3 separate regions of the Mus musculus genome follow, and all the other regions are linked to region 3. Evidence: chromatin contacts called from public ChIA-PET and Hi-C data. All regions are on one chromosome and are shown on one strand. Each heading gives the region's core, a stretch centred on a gene start, on an enhancer-like site or on the middle of the called end of the contact. The rest is flanking DNA. Distances are from core to core; before and after follow the strand shown.

Region 1 (3,281 bases), core at 33-2,532, 270 kb after region 3:
AAGGGGAATGGGACAAACACCAGGCCCTGCCCAGAGCAGAAGTAAGGGAAATCAAGGGCACCTGACCCCGAGAATTCTGCTGTTTGGTACACAGCATGTACTTATGCAAACAAGACAGTATCCTGGTCACATGATCCTATGGGCCAGCCCTGTGTATGGACTTCATTGCTGATGGAAATGCTACTGTACTATGCTTGGCTGTATTAGCAATATAGCCTAGCAAGTGCCAAGCTATTCTTTGTAGCTGTGCACATTTTTTGTCACATAGTATTTCCATTGGTATTTCTTCACCTGTCTCCCAGTCTTGTCTGCCCGACTTCTTAAACATAATTTAGTCATATTGTGTCTTGTAAGTATCAAATCTCAGTAAATCCTTGTTGAGTCTAGCTGTGATCATGCCGCATTTGATTATGTTATATTTGAATAAACCTGGCTAATAGACTCATTAATCATGAGAATGGACAAAAATGATAAATGGGGGAAGAAAGACTTTACATACCCAGGCTTAATTTCTGAATCTTTTGAAAACACAGACCTTCCAAATGGTGGACCAGATGTTGAAGCAAGAGGATGTGTTTAGGTTCTTTGTAGTGAGCTATGTAACTTCTAGGCTTAAGTTAGCCTGCAGAGATGTTAAACAACATGCACTTGTTCCTTAGTCTGCTATATGCATGTGCCTACCTTGTACCTAACATTGTGTGTTGGGATCAGGAGGCAGCAGACAAGAGATAAAGCATGACCCCCCCAACTCTGAGACTCACATCCACAGGGAAAGGCAGAGAAACATATATCAAGTAACTGGAGGATTGGATAGGACAGTGAACATGCTGCAGAGCTTGGATTTATCCCGAAATCACTGTGAGGTAGAGAAGCAACTACCTCAGATGTGTGTTTCAGCTAGGTCGTTCTGGCATTGGTATAGTGATTAGAGTAGCTCTTGGTTACAGGGCAGAGAGCCTGCTGCTCACAGCAGCACGCTAGTGCTACGGGCAGCGTCGGTGACATTGGCAGCCAGGGGATCAAGACAGCTAGGGTTTCTGCCTGCGTGAAGATTCTGAGCTTGCCACCTAGAATGCTCAGACAGTCGGAATACAGCTTCTTCAACTGTAGAAGGTTCGTGGTTCAAGACTGCCTCTCAATGGCTGCCGAAAGAGTCTCAGATGATCCCAGATGGCAGCTCAACTTTGTCTAATTTTGAACCTTTCTGTGTATCTTAATGCCTCATGCCGACTTGAGCAAAACAGGAAGCCGTGATGTTATGGTTAGGGCTGAAGCGGGCTGTCTGCAGAGACAGCATAATGCATGCTGGTGACAATGAGAATTAAGCTCCCCGCCTGCAGCAGAATCGGTGGGACCTGGAGTGAAGGGACTCTGGGGACTTTATAGTGTTTCGCTTCTCTGTGGGGTGGCAGACTTACCAGGCACGGGCTTTTCATAGAGTAAGGTAAAGGGTGGTTTTCCTGCCTCTCATTTCCCATTTAGCTATAGAGAGAACAATTACCATTCTTTGAAATCACCTTTGTTAACGACATCTGAGGAAAGGGAAGGTTCTATTCTAGTTTCATCAGAGAGAAATTGGCCATAAAGTAACAAAAAAATTGTCAAGAGGAAGCCTTGGTCTTAATTCATCCAATGGCATTTATTTGATTGGAAACACAAACACATACTGTACATCTAAATGAACGGCAGGTTTATGGGGCCCATATTTGGAGTTATTCAGCAATTTGCACCTGCCAGGCGGCTTCGGGGACATATGCAAGGTGTCTTGAGTTACCTGCAACTCCCACTCCACACCAAAAGTCATAAAACCCATTCTCTTCAGTTTTATTCAACTTGTACAAGTTTTGAACAAGGAATGCACAAAAAGTGGTAATGGTCTGTGTGTGTTCTAGGCTGCAGGAAGGCAGATGAGGATTGTGGGAACTCGTGGGAACTCCCATCCTATCTGCTTCAGCAACAGCCACGCTGAGAGAAGCTCAGCCCTGGTGCTACCTACACTTGCCACAGATGGACACCGAGGAGTCATGCTCCTGCCCCAGACCCCAAGGAGTCATGCTCCTGCCCCAGACACTGAGGAGTCATACTCCTGCCCCAGACATGGGTGGGTTTTGATGTAGGCTCACCACGTGATGAATTCCTAAGTCCAAAGTTCAGACATCGATGTCAGAGAAGGACAACGTAGGCAAGCACGGTACCTTGTCCCAGTGAGTCTACAGCAATGGCAGGCGATGGTGCCTCGTTTGTGCTCTTATAATAGAGTCCTGGATCATAGGAATACTTATAAAGAGCAGACATTCCTCACAGCTGTGCAGGGAGGAATCTAAGATGGTCATTGGGTGTCTGGTGAAAGCTACATCCCCAAAGGGGATGAACGAGAGGTGAGTCCTCCCAAGGCTGAGCAGAGAAGGTGTGGTACAACTCTACTGTATAGACCTGTTGGGTATGAAGCATTTATGGCTCTGCTAGAAGGGCAGATACAACTCTACTGTATAGACCTGTGGGGCACTTCTGGCTCTGCTATCAGCATCCAGTACCTTAAGGGGCACAGTGGTCGCTTTTGTCATCACGGTGATCAAATAATCTGACATAACACTTTGAAGAGGAAGAGGGGACATGGATCATCGTGGCAGGGAAGATGGCAGCAGGAAGCTCCGCTGGAGAGGGAAGGAGCCTGGTCTGCTATTCCTGGCCTCCCCCACACCTCAGCGGAATTGGGAAGCAGAAAGCTGACAGAAAATGGGGCAGGGATGTAGATCTCAAGCCCGGTGACCAACATCCAAAGGTAGAGCAAGCCTGCGGGGAACGTTTGATATTCAAACCATAGCAGGCGGAGTTCATATGGCCTATCCCCTCTGAAAGTCCCTAACTCTTAACCGATGGCACTGGCAAGGTTACTATAATTAGGTACAGGGACCCAAAATAAAGACCAGAGGGAAGAAGAGTGCCAGCTCCTTCCCTGTGAGCAGAGGCTCTGCAGTCCTTCGGAACTCTTCATCGGGCTCTAGAAAGCTCAGTCAGGCTGTCTTGGGTAGACACTGAATGATCTGTGAGGGATCAGGAGCTTTCTGTTATTACATATTACATCATTACATCATTGCATATGAACCAATAGCCTGTTTGCGAATAGAATATCAATAAGCTAAAGGATCCGAGAGTGACCAGGCCCCAGAGTGACTGTGGTCTACAGTGAGCCCCAAACCCCTGGGGGATGACAACCTCAGCATTGACTGATCTGCTAGTCAAAGGCCATTTGTAACTATGGAGACGGGCTCTGTGTGCTA
Region 2 (3,178 bases), core at 303-2,802, 310 kb after region 3:
ACAACCTACAGAGGAGCTACGGCCCTGACAGTTGCTAAGGTTAGCTTGGCTGATCCATCATTCCCTCTGGTACTAGGCGAAAAGGAAGGACAGAGGAGGAAGAGGGGGAGGAAAAGAGGGAGAGAGGGAGGGGAGGAAGAGGGAGAGGAAAAGAGGGAGGGCGGTGCTGTGGGAAATATTAAAAAATGAAGAACCATCATGCTCCCGCACTTGTGCCTCTAACTCTTGGCTGGCTGGTGGGCAATGGCCTGGGAAACTCTAACAGCTACACCTTACCCCTCTGCAGTCTGTTCCAAAGAGGACCTAACTCTCTCCTGCTTTGCCCTCTTCTTCAGTCCAACCCGGAAGTCCCGCCTACTCGCCCAGTGATTGGCTCCTTTATTCATTAGAGGATTGGTTCACAAGAAGCCACCTGAGTACATTACTGTCCTGAGAGAGCAAGCAGCATAGAGCCATCCACAGCAGGGAGGGGAAGAGGGAGAGAGGGAGGAAGAAAGAAAAGAAAGGGATGAAGCTAGAAGCCTTGCAGATGTGGGAAGTGGTGTGTGTATGTGGCGATCAGAGGACAACCTTAGCAGTCATACCTCAGATAACACCCATCTTTTTGTTTGTTTCTTTGTAACAAGTCCTCTCACTGGCCTTGAAGAGGTTTGTTAGTCAGCCCCAGCGACCCGCCTGTCTCCGTCTCCCTGTGTGCTGGATTGCAAGTGCACATTGCCTCTCCCTACTTTTTACATCTGTTCTGGGATCTAGCACGTGTCCTGGTCCTTTCAAAGCAAGCATGTTACCCACCTGGGAAGTTAGCTCTTTGATACTATTGTCCGGCTGACTAGTCTTAGCTCACAGCATCCTGGGCTCTGCACCTGTATGGCTCAGACTTTGTCTCAAGGTTTTAATTGGCCGATTATGTCACCATCATCATGCCCCGAGGCCACCCGCCCTCTTTTGAGCCTCACAAAGGTATCGACCTCCCATGTCTTCTTTTGTTTAGGCTTCCGGGTCTGAACTTTGGGTTCTCTAACTGCATTCAGACTCTGGAAAATGAAGGTTTTCCAGGTTACCTTTGAAAGATCTTTGAGTGATGGGTTCCTTTCGGCCACACAGAATTTTAAGAGTGGAAAAAAAAAAAAAGACCTGTGGATTTAGTCAAACTGCAGCAGCATTTTTTTTTTTCCCTCAGAAATAAAACCTGTCAGTAGCTAGCCCTGGGGAATGTAAACATACCCTTACCTGTAATTAACCTAGGGCTCTCGGTTCTTGATGCAAATGGAGTTTTAGTTGTTTCCTTTATAGAGGAGCAGGAAGCCTGCATTTCAGTGGAGAGCCAGATCTCTGCGGCAGCTCTCTCCCATCTCCTTCTAGAGAGCCCCAGTGAAAATGATAAAGCTAGAGCCGCATTTGATGTAAGACATATGGTAGCTACTGTAATAATATTATCACCAGCTTCTTCAGTGGCTTTGTCAGTCAGGTGCAATTCCACATATTGTCTGAGATAAGAGAGTCCACCCCCAACCCCTCCTCCCACTTCCTGTTGTTGACAGCAAGGCCTTCCTAAAAGTGGCCTAAGAGCTTTGTGACAGATGTGAGGTTCCCGCTTCAAATGTGAGTAATTAGGCTGAGACTAAGGACTGCATGTTAAAGCCTGACCACGCGAGAAGAGAAGAAACCCAGGGAACACTGTGAATATTTCTGATAGTCATTAGCAGGCTAAGCGGGGAGCTTTTGCTAGCTAGTTCTGACGAATCTAGAGGAGGGAAAAGAAGAAAGCAAAGCAAAAAGAAAAAGAAAGAAAGGAAAGGCACCTCGCCCTTTAGAAATCCTCTGTGGGGTCTTCAGCTACGATTTTGACATTTCAAGCTAATCAGGGACATTATAAATTTGTAGGTAACATTTAAAAGCTATACACAGCACTCAAGGAGTTGGCCGTCACCACGTTCATCCCATTGTGCTTTGGGTTGTTCTGTGACTCAAGCTTTGCTTTGCTTGATTGCTAATTTAATAGGAGTTACTTCTGCACTCCAGGCCAGCGGGCACGCAATAAACATGGTTGCGTGAGGAGCTGGCTCCGCAGCGTGTCGTCCTGGGCTTGGTTCTGTGTACTCAGTCTCACAGACTCTGAAGACTCTAGCAGTGTGTTAAAATGGACACACCCCGCCTTTTAAAGAAAGATGTGAAAATAAATAATAAATAACAACAATGTGTCAAAGTGATTTTCATTGCTCGGATTAATAAAAGGAAGCTAACGCTGTGCCTGCATAGGAGGAAAATCACATTATATTTCTTTTTTTCCCTTTTAATGCCACCCCTTGTGCAGAATTTATTTTTCAAAAATCCCACCAAAGACCCATAAAGCAGTGAGTTCTATTCAGGAGTTATTATTTAGGCACAAATCATGGGCAGTCAATGTGCAGAGCACACTCTTGGTGAATTCAATAAATATGTATATGCAAAGTGCAGGTTGGCGAGTTATTCTGCTACGAAGTGCTAAATAACTTGAAGTAATGCCATTAACTTCAGAATGAAATTGGCATTTTATTACTTTGTTGTTAGATTTAAATTATTTGGTTAATTTCTTTTCTTTTCCCCCTTGTAGAGGAGAAATTGCCCACAGGTCAAAAACTTGGGTTGCTAAGCTATCACAAGAACTACAGACCTCTGGTGCTAGGATCTATAGAAAAACACTCAGGGTTTCCAATAAAGGCCTAGAGCAACCAGTAGACCAAGGCATTTTGATGCCTTTTAATTCAAGTTACAGAGAACAGTGGGTGCCTATAAAGCCTAGCCCTCTCCAGCCCCTGCTGGTGCAGCCACGAGTACAATTAAGCCCTGCTTCTCTTAATATATGCGTATTAGATTGATTTCCTCGACATGCCATGTTTAGCATTTCTCCCATGCTCAACAATAAGCATTCCCAAATCCATCCGGTCACTTCTTACCAGATGAAGCTGAGGGTCTGAGGAGAGCTGTCACTAAAGCAAAGACCAGAAATCACCTGACTCGTCAAACACTGAACTCTCTGCTAAAATAGCCAAAATGGTTTCTTCTGCACTAACCCTTTAAGACGTCAGAGCCAGGAAGCATTATTATGGAAGCAGAAGCGTTAGAAGGAAGCTGAGACCTGAGGAGGGAATAGCACCGCCTTAAAGTTCAAGACCTCCCCCGACAACCATCAATCACC
Region 3 (3,237 bases), core at 258-2,757:
GCAGAAACACAGAATCTTTGTTCCCATCTTCCTGTTTCTTAAATGCATATCCGCTCGCAGTTGCTGAGAATTAAAACCGTCAATGCGATTTCTCCTAAATAATTCCCCAGGAAAACACTTAAGCCCTCCATTCATTATCTAAATGTAACTTGAGGACGGGGACAGAAGAGTTATTTCAGAGAGAAAATAATCAAGGAATCATTTATCAGTCTCCCTGCCCTTTGTCTAACAAACCTAACGAGTGTGATGTCCCTGTTGACGGGCGCTGTCAGGCCCCGCACAGAGGAGAAACAGAGGCAGACTGGGCAGCTTTTCAGACCTCAGTGCCATGTTCTCAGCAGAAGCAGGGTTATAGTGCCTACCTGGAGATGCAAGTGCCCACACCGGAGAACAGATTCTCAGCCTGGTGAGCACTTGGAAATAGATACACACTTGTCTCAGCTAGATAAGCCGGGCTCTGCTCCGTGCCTGTTGATGGTGCGTAATTTTGTAATTAGGACTTGATAGACTCAAAGGAGGTTTGTTAAACAGCTCCTTATATATATTTTATTTGCTTAATCATTTGTTTATTTTATAGGGAGGACAGCTGGTACGATGGAGCGCATGGGGGTCAGAGGACAACTTGTGGGAGTCAGTTCTCACCTTCACCATGTGGGTCTTTGAAATCAAACTTGGTCCTCGGTCTTGGTGGCACGAGCCCCTACCCTCTGAGGCATCTCGCGCTCCCTTTATTGAGCATCTCTTGACACAGCTTCCATGTTTCTTTACTGGAGGTTTCACCCACGTCCACAGTTTTAAATTTGCCACCCAATCCTTTCTCTGATACTTATTTGCCTACTTGCTCTGAAGTTCATTTCTCTTCCAGTAATCAGCCTCGGGAGTTCTTACTGTTCACGATGGTTGGGAAATCAGAGATAGACAGGAGGCTGGGCTTCTCTCAGAGCGTTCCCACGGTAGGGAACCCCTGCCCGGGTGATGTGCAGTGAGCATGCCCGTTCGGTGGGTGACAGCTGCTGGGACGGCAAAGGATGTGTTTGAGGTGGTGGTGTTTGTATGGAAAAAGTCATGTACTCATCAGGAAGAAATTCTCTCTGGATTGCCTAGACTCACATAGAGGCTCAGCAACAGCAGCAGCATGAGCCAGAACCCCTCCCGCTGTGCTTCACCCCCAAGAGGCTTGCACTGAAGGTGGCTTTCAACATGGGCTGACAGGAAACCTAAAGTGGCTGCTGATATCCTGCCACATGGCTGCATGGTTTTAGTTGTAGCACTTGGGGGAATAACATACTCTTCTGAGAAATGTAGGGAATGAAAAAAAAATCTCACACAAAAATTTAGCTATTTAAAAATGAAGCTATTTCTATGCATGGGGAACTTTTTTTTTTCTTTCAAATTAAAGGTTGGCAGTAGCATTCGTCAGTGTTACCAGTGTGACAGTCTGTGAGACCCAGTTTCCTTCAACATTGGGCCACCCTGCTAAGGGTGCGTTTGTCACTGACCTCAACGCCTGTCAGGAAAGGAAGACCTTTGAAAGTCCCAGAGACCTTGAATCCTTTCTCATCGCCTGAGGCTCTCAGAGGACCTGAGTGATTGATTATGACTCAGTCAGAAGTACTTAATTTTTTTACTACTTATTCTTTGAGATTGTGTGTTTTGGTTGTATGTGTGAGTTTGATGTCTATTTCTTTGTGTGTGTCTATGTGTATGTGTGCACATGTGTGCACACTCATTTGGAAAGATGTTTCCAGTGTGCTACACTGAGCCTCACTTCAGGGACTCTGGTTTCCCTGAAGGGGGAGTTCTCCTCACCACTATTATAAGCAGCCAGGGCTGAGAACTGGTCCACTTTTGCACCCAGTTTATCTATCCAGTTCAGATGAGCTCATGCATTCTGGACCTGGCTCGTTATCAGGAGCCTGGCAGACTTCTTAAATGTTTTGTAGGGATCTCTGTTTGGATTTTGGTTTCCCCCATGCTGCCCAAGCAAAGTTAATTACTTCCTGTGTGATAACTTACCCGAGCCTCTTTGATCTCACTTATGTGGAATTATTGTTTTTTTTTTTTTTTTTCCGGTTCTGTCTGCCTATGTAGACAGTCTTCTCTGAGGCAGAGACTGTGTGCCGTGCATATGAGAGTCTCTGCCTTGGACACAAGCTGGCACTGACAATAGCTCTGTCGGTGTCCAGGGATAGAAAGATGGACACAACACTGAAAGAAAAAAAGGTATGACGTGTGGTTTAGTATTGGCTGCAAAATGCCTCTGTAAACACTGTCAAAGATAGCTATGTAGACAAACCTCTGCTTTCTTGTACTATCACCAGTATTCATCAGAATTATGGCAGCTATCGTCCTTTTATTAAATGATTTAGACCAGTAAACTACATCTGGAAATGAGGAACATACAGAGATGGGGAGGGGGGGTAATCAAGAGTGGAGGAGCAGGCTCACTAAGCCATAATCAAGTTGAAATCACTTCAGCTGGGGAGCAGACCCACTGTGAGGCTGTCAGGACAGTCCTTAGGCCTTCTGCGATGGGTAGAAGGTATGTGCCTGGCTGGGTTTGTCCTGGTTCCACAGTCTGGGCTGGATGAAGTGCTTAGATTTCCTGTAGACCTGTCCATTCTGAATGACCATGTTCATCCTGTGAAGCCATGGGTATCGCTTCAAAGATGATTTTAACACTCATTTCCCTTTCCAACTTGCGATGGGATTTCAGAGCTTTGCTAGCCTCGCTGATTATTAGCCCTTTCTGGGCTCAGTAATGAGAAGTAAGGAAATCCATGGTTTAGCCTGAGTCAAGCAGCATAAAGTGTGGGGCTCCGGGTAGGCTTCCCCTCGTGGCCCACGAGGAAGCCTGTCAGGCACTCCTGCACAGAGCCATGGGAGCAAGAATTCCAACCAAGTCCACAGAGCCTGGACAAGCAGTCACTTTGGAGCAGGCGATGCATTTATTCAGTAAATAACCTGCTCCCCTGTGTGTGCTAGGCATGGCGATTAGATTCCGTCCCTTCCTGGTGGAAGCTCCGTCCACTTAGGAGTTGAAGATTCTCCTCCAAAGAAGCCCAGAGAAGCCCACACTGCCCTCATGTTTACCCCCCTCCAAGTATTTAAAGTCCCATTGCCCCAAGGGGATGCTAGCAAGATCCAGGACACTGGAAGACAGGTCATAGGGCAGAACTCTTGTGACCAGGATTAGAGTGATCTCCTAAAGGGGGCTGGAGGAAACCCCAGCATATC

Evidence for each region. Hi-C and Micro-C count contacts between places; a contact is called where the count stands out from the background. ChIA-PET counts read pairs in DNA pulled down with a chosen protein or histone mark.
Region 1: a contact with region 3 is called in a Hi-C map of Th1 cells, with 1.9 times the contacts expected there. The contact joins two enhancer-like sites. A contact is called at or near these places in 1 of 15 datasets of contacts at CTCF or cohesin (pro-B cells), 12 of 484 Hi-C or Micro-C datasets (CD4 T cells, CD8 T cells, Th1 cells and 5 more) and 3 of 115 datasets of contacts at active chromatin or transcription factors (embryonic basal ganglia, forebrain and memory CD8 T cells).
Region 2: a contact with region 3 is called in an RNA polymerase II ChIA-PET map of memory CD8 T cells, with 165 read pairs. The contact joins two enhancer-like sites. A contact is called at or near these places in 1 of 39 promoter capture datasets (the C10 cell line), 1 of 484 Hi-C or Micro-C datasets (nephron progenitors), 2 of 115 datasets of contacts at active chromatin or transcription factors (CD8 T cells and memory CD8 T cells) and 1 of 9 other capture datasets (embryonic stem cells).

Annotation. Positions count from the first base shown.
Region 1 is chr3:152,967,887-152,971,167 of GRCm38.p6, reverse strand. All of the region lies in intron 2 of St6galnac5 (ST6 (alpha-N-acetyl-neuraminyl-2,3-beta-galactosyl-1,3)-N-acetylgalactosaminide alpha-2,6-sialyltransferase 5), which reads left to right. All of the region lies in intron 2 of Gm46830 (a long non-coding RNA gene), which reads right to left. Among named protein-coding and RNA genes, the nearest start is that of St6galnac5, 13 kb to the left of the region's middle. Within about 2 kb of position 1,282, at least 29 of the 459 cell types and tissues checked have an H3K27ac peak or open chromatin away from gene starts, as enhancers often do. A contact at or near this core is called in CD8 T cells, Th1 cells, memory CD8 T cells and 1 more, where this site is marked.
Region 2 is chr3:152,927,170-152,930,347 of GRCm38.p6, reverse strand. All of the region lies in intron 2 of St6galnac5 (ST6 (alpha-N-acetyl-neuraminyl-2,3-beta-galactosyl-1,3)-N-acetylgalactosaminide alpha-2,6-sialyltransferase 5), which reads left to right. All of the region lies in intron 2 of Gm46830 (a long non-coding RNA gene), which reads right to left. Among named protein-coding and RNA genes, the nearest start is that of Gm46830, 29 kb to the right of the region's middle. Within about 2 kb of position 1,552, at least 80 of the 459 cell types and tissues checked have an H3K27ac peak or open chromatin away from gene starts, as enhancers often do. A contact at or near this core is called in CD8 T cells and memory CD8 T cells, where this site is marked.
Region 3 is chr3:153,239,286-153,242,522 of GRCm38.p6, reverse strand. The region is part of intron 3 of St6galnac3 (ST6 (alpha-N-acetyl-neuraminyl-2,3-beta-galactosyl-1,3)-N-acetylgalactosaminide alpha-2,6-sialyltransferase 3); the gene reads left to right. Among named protein-coding and RNA genes, the nearest start is that of Gm52634, 16 kb to the left of the region's middle. Within about 2 kb of position 1,507, at least 43 of the 459 cell types and tissues checked have an H3K27ac peak or open chromatin away from gene starts, as enhancers often do. A contact at or near this core is called in CD8 T cells, Th1 cells, memory CD8 T cells and 1 more, where this site is marked.